Regions from separate parts of the Mus musculus genome. Here region 2 is linked to region 1. Evidence: chromatin contacts called from public Hi-C data. All regions are on one chromosome and are shown on one strand. The core of a region is the stretch at or near the end of the contact, and the rest is flanking DNA. Distances in the headings are between cores, read along the strand shown. Region 1 has its middle 47 kb from the start of Gm33078. Region 2 holds the start of Zfp672 (zinc finger protein 672).

What was found. Hi-C and Micro-C count contacts between places; a contact is called where the count stands out from the background.
Region 2: a Hi-C map of regulatory T cells shows a contact between it and region 1, with 4 times the contacts expected there. The contact joins the promoter of Zfp672 here to the enhancer-like site in region 1. A contact is called at or near these places in 3 of 39 promoter capture datasets (the HPC-7 cell line, erythroid cells and pre-B cells), 11 of 484 Hi-C or Micro-C datasets (B cells, CD4 T cells, CD8 T cells and 6 more), 6 of 115 datasets of contacts at active chromatin or transcription factors (bone marrow-derived macrophages, effector CD8 T cells, embryonic stem cells and 3 more) and 2 of 9 other capture datasets (adipose tissue and liver).

What each region holds. Positions count from the first base shown.
Region 1 is chr11:57,957,108-57,959,950 of GRCm38.p6, reverse strand. No RefSeq gene overlaps it. Among named protein-coding and RNA genes, the nearest start is that of Gm33078, 47 kb to the right of the region's middle. Within about 2 kb of position 1,465, at least 55 of the 459 cell types and tissues checked have an H3K27ac peak or open chromatin away from gene starts, as enhancers often do. A contact at or near this core is called in B cells, CD8 T cells, the G1E-ER4 cell line and 4 more, where this site is marked.
Region 2 is chr11:58,322,055-58,324,754 of GRCm38.p6, reverse strand. Zfp672 (zinc finger protein 672) reads left to right here and starts at 1,390. Exons shown (of 4, transcript NM_001256516.1): 1 at 1,390-1,485; 2 at 2,026-2,186.

The sequences.
Region 1 (2,843 bases), core at 216-2,715:
ACAAAGTATTTCCACTCTATAAAAAAAGTCCTCACTCTACCAAATCCTTGCGACACTAGAGCTACCAGGCATTGTTTCTGCTCTATTTTGCTGACCCCGTGGGCTCCCATACTGAGAAGAGCAGGTAAGATGTGAAAGCCCAAAGCCACAGATACAGGGACCATGATGCACCTGGCTTGCGCTCTTTCCTGTGGCTCTCTTTGCCCAGCCTTTCGGAGTTGCTCCTAGGGACTGGATCCTGCCCACCCTGCTTTGCACAAGGCCTCAGGAAAAAGACTGGGAGAGATAGCTTCTACTTGGGAACTAAAGTATTGATGACTTTGTACAAGGGACCAGTGATTATTGTGTGTGTGTGCATGATGCATGTGTGTGGGTACATGTGCCAAGGTGCACAAGTGGAGGTCAGAGGTTAACTTTTTTTTTTTTTTCTTTTTGAGACAGGGTGTCTTAGTTACTGCTGTGAACAGACACCATGACCAAGGCAAGTCTTATAAAAAACATTTAATTGGGGCTGGCTTACAGGTTCAGAGGTCCAGTCCATTAACATCAAGGTGGAAGCATGGCAGCATCCAGGCAGGCGTGGCACAGGCAGAGCTGAGAGTTCTATGTCTTCATCCAAAGGCTGCTAGTGGAAGACTGATTCCAGGCAACTAAGGTGAGGGTCTTAAGCCCACACCCACAGTGACACACCTACTCCAACCAGGTCACACCTATTTCAACAAGGCCACACCTCCAAATGGTGCCACTCCCTGGTCCAAAAATATACAAACCATGACACAGGGTTTCTCTGTATAGCCCTGGCTGTCCTGGAACTCACACTGTAGACCAGGCTGGCCTCAAAGTTAGAAATTCACCTGCCTCTGCCTCCCAAGTGCTGGGTCAACGGTGTGTGCCACCACTGCCCAGCAGAGGTTAACTTTTATAGAGTTTGTTCTCTCCAAGTGTATGTGGGTCCTGGGGATCAAATTCAGATCACCAGACTGTGAGACAAGCATCTTTACCCTTTGAGCTGTCTCTCTGGCCCTTAGTCAGGGTTTTAATCCCGATGCCCATGCTGGTCTAGAACCGGTGACTCTCTTGCCAGCAGCCAGCAGATAGTGAACCACACCCATCAGCACTATCAGATCTTGATGCTGATCTGCTCCACCTCTTCCAGGAAGCCTCCCTGGAGTGCTGGGATGGGGGCCACCTTGGTCTCTTCCTATTTGAGTTCATTGAATTCATGCCCCAGTTCCAGTTTTTCGCCAGGGTGGGGGTGAGTTCAGGACCCTCTTTGGAATACGGTTCCCCCAAAACTGGAAAATGACCTCTGTGGTCACTGTCAGCTGTACAGTTCTGTGACTACCTTTTCAGACAGCTTTGAGTTCTTCTGGTGAAGGAGGAAGCCCTGTTCCTTTCACTCAGTCGCTAAGCTCTGTGCTTCCCCTGATCATAGCAGGCACTCACAGCTGTGGCCCTCTTAGGTGATTACAACAGCCTCCCTCTACTGTTTCCTGCTGCTTCCGGCACCTGCCTCCACAGCTCACCCTTCCCTAACCCTGAATGACCAGAAGAAAGAACGTGTGGTCACGCCCTGTGTAAGAGAACCGTGTAGTGGCTCTACCACATTCTTAAAATAAAGACAAAAAATCCCATCAGGTGTGGTTATGAACTCTTAAGAGTCATAGCATCTTGGAGGAGGCAGGAGAGTCGGTAGTTCAAAGTTTCCTTAGCAACGTAACAAGTTCAAGGCCAGCCTGGGTTACCTTGAGACTTTCCAGACCATCTATTTGTTCCTCCTCGGAGGATACTCTTTCTCATACTAAGGCTTGCTCATCCTTTTCCATCTTGAGACAGCATCTCTTCTTTGGAGAGGTCTTCTCGAAACACCCCACACCACCCATTTAAATGAAGGATCCAAGGATCACATGTTCTCTTCCTCTTATCGCAGGCTGAGTCCCAGAACCAGAAATGGTTTGATGAAAACTTACATTTTCAGGTGTGATTACATAAGACTGTTTTGGCCTCAGAGAACACCCTACATGCAGTCACGCCACTTCCTAGGCAGAGGCCAATGTGACACACGTGAGGGTGGGAGGGGGTGGGTGGGGGAGCCAAGAGAGACTTGGAGTCACCGGAGTGGAATACTGTACCGTGTGTCACCAGAAGAGAAGCATTTGGTTCAGGTCACCTCCGCATTCCTAGCCAGGTGGTCAGCTCGGCTCATGTGTAGTTTTTTTTTGTTGTTTGTTTGTTTTGTTTTTTTGAGACAGGGTTTCTCTGTATAGCCCTGGCTGTCCTGGAACTCACTCTGTAGACCAGGCTGGCCTCGAACTCAGAAATCTGCCTGTCTCTGCCTTCCGAGTGCAGGGATTAAAGGCGTGCGCCACCACGCCCAGCTCATCTGTAGTTTTGTATTTATTCATTCACTTATTCATTGTAGTGTGGGCCGGTTTGCGCCTGGGCAAATTGAGGTCAGAGAAAAGTGTGAGGAAGTTGGTTCTTTTCTACCATGCAGGTTCTAAGGATCAAATCCAGGTCATCGGGCTTGGCGGCAAGTGCCTTCACCTGCTGAATCGAGGCATCTCGCCACGATTATTTTAATCCCATCAGTAGTGAGGCAGAGGCAGGAGGATCTAAGGTGTGTGCCACCACTGCCCAGCACACTGAGTGCCCTTAAGATAGGTAGGTTTTATTGTATGTGACTTATACGGCAATAAAGCTAATTAGTAAAACAAAGGAAGGCTTACCCACATAGGAATAGTGAAGGTGTCGAAAGGAATGTGTTATCTGGACAAACCTACTGTTCTTTAACTAGGGAGACAGAGGCAGGAGGATCAGCAGTTCAAGGTCGCTCTTGGCTA
Region 2 (2,700 bases), core at 141-2,640, 360 kb before region 1:
AGATAACACCCTGGAAACCACCATAAAGCTGAACCTATGTGTATATACAAATATATTTGTGTGACATTTCAGTCTGTTGTCATCTAAAAAGTAAACAACTGTGAAGTTGTTACAAAATAAGTCACTCAGAAGGGAAGGGGGATGGGAGGAGGATCTTCGTGCAAAGGGTACTGGGAGGAGGGGGCTGATATTGTGATGTAAATTTTTAAAAGGTAACTTGAAGATACTATCAGTTCCCAGTATGTATTATAAAGTCAAATGATTAAATATATTTATATATCTTACAAAATTAAGTCATACACAAACTTTTTTTTAATGTTACTCTTTTATTTCAATAATGGTCTTGACAGGTAGTTTCATGTCTGTTGCTTTAGTAAAACACCCTGACAGAGCAACTAAATGAAGCAAGACTATTTTAGCTTCCAACTCTAGGTGATAGTCCATTACTATAGAGGAGTCTCAGCAGCAGTACAGGTGCTTGCTCCACATCCCATAGTCATGAACAAAGAGCTAATGGGTGCTTGACGCTTGCTCTCTGTCGCCTCCCAACACTCAGAACAGTGCAGAACCTAATCCATGACATGGTACCTCCCACATTCGGAGTGGGCCTTCCACCTCACTTAACCCAATCATGAAAATGTTAACCATGGGTCAACTCAACCCATATAATTCTCGTTGAGACTGTATTCTCAGGTGTTTTGATATCCTTTCAAATAGACAAAACTAACCAACACGGACTCAGGGTCTATGCTGGCTGAATTCCTGCTCCCACTGCGTCCAGCGAGTCTGCGTCCCACCGATCTGTTTCGTGTGGTACTTGTAAATAAACTCTGGGTCTCGGCTCGTCCAGCAATCTGTCAATTGAGCTACATCCCCAGCAGGTTTACGGTTTTGAGTTGGGCGTTCTATGCTGCAAGCGCTGGTTAGAAGCCCTTGCTCTGAAAGGTTGGGAGCCGTCTCCATTCACACCGGAAGGCATCTGGTCAGCAGAACAGGACTACCGCCGTCCCTGGCAATGCTGGACAGGTCATTAATCTATGGGGAAGATTAATCAAGACAGTGAGCATCTGGTCTGGCCTCGCAGTTTAGAAATACATTAACATGGCGACGGATGGGTGCTACTGGTCTCCCTCGAGTGGTCTATACGGCCCTGACTCAGCTCAAGGTGGCACTGGGCTCACAGCCCTTTGCTCTCAGTAGCAGAAGGGCCCACGCGTGGACACCCGAACGGAGAGACAGGTTAGCTAAACCTGCCCTGTGACACTGTGGGCACACCATGTCAACTCCGCCCTCTGCCAGGGCAGGTCAATAGTGCGCTTGCGCGGGCTAGATGCCCCAGTAACCCTGCGGACAGAGTGGGCCAATCAGCGTGCTGTCTCCTGGCCCCGCCCTGCACTGCGCCCGCCCCTTCCTCCGCGCCCTGAGGCCAGCGCTGTCCGCAACGCTTTGAGGTGAACGCGGCTCGGAGCGGCCCTCCGAAGACTGGTGAGAGGGCTGAGGGCCTCAAGGCAGGGCGGGCGGGGCCGCGGCCCTCGGCCGCTGCCGTCTCCTCTCAATACCGGGTCGAGGGACCTGGACCGGAGGGCGGCGGGCCAACGCGCCTGCGCAGGTTGCTCCAGGCCGGCGGTGCTGTCCAGCCTCACACCGGGGAAGTTGCCCGCCTGACGGAGCGGGCCAAGGGGCGATGACAGCCTGTGGCCGGTAGTGACAGCTTCAGGAGACCCGAGGAAGCGTGTGTCTTGCCTCAGCGCCCCGCAGGCTCGCGTCACTGGGGCGCCGGCGCCCGCCTGTGGTTAAGGCAGGCCGGGGTGTGCGTGCCATCGCGGTGGGAAAGGATTCCTGGGGCGGAGCGAAAAAGCCAGAAAGACCTGGCAGGCTGTAGTGTGCTAGAAGTCGGCCAGTAAGTTATGCCCCTGCCTCAGTCAGGCTCTGCCTAAGTAAGAGCGGTCCTGCAGAGTAAATCGCAAGTACCGCACAACTTCAGTTCTCAGGTTTATGACTGCTTTGACCTTTCTCTCTTCATAGAAACTGTTATGGTTTCCTGTATTGAGTTATCCCAGGCTGCAGGTACAGGCAACTTAAGTCCTCAAGGTCACACAATTAGTCATGGAAGAACTAGGAATTGGATGCTTGCCTTTCTGGATCCTCTAAGCAGGTTTGTCAACATAAAACGAAGCTCCCCAAAGGTAATGTGAGATGTATGCAGGCTACAGCAGAATTGGGGGGAAATTGCTATAAGTTTTAGATGCTATGTAATTATAGTCTTAGCTTTCAGGTTAGTGGAGGTTAGTGGTTTAAGTTAATGTCTTCCAAAAGCTTTACCTGATGGTACAAAAGTCTGTTAAAGAGATGAGAGGTAAATGACTGTTAAGGTGATTAAAAATAAAGATATCCAAAATAAATGTATCACCCCTACCAGACTTCCCGCCTCTGCCTCGGATGCTTGCACTACTGTGCCGGGGTGCTGTGAGATGAGACTGGGTACACAGGAAGGTGATCTTTGGGAGAGCCTTTAGGGTGTTGTGCTTTGTTTTTATAAACAAAATCTTAAGGAACAAATTCCTGTATCATGTTATTAGCCTCCATAATTCAGGTAGCAAGATTGAGGACAACTTGAAGCTACATGATACCTCATCCCCAAAGAAAGTATGACCTACAGTACAGGTAGCAGATGAGAAAACTCTGCCAACAAAAGAGGTG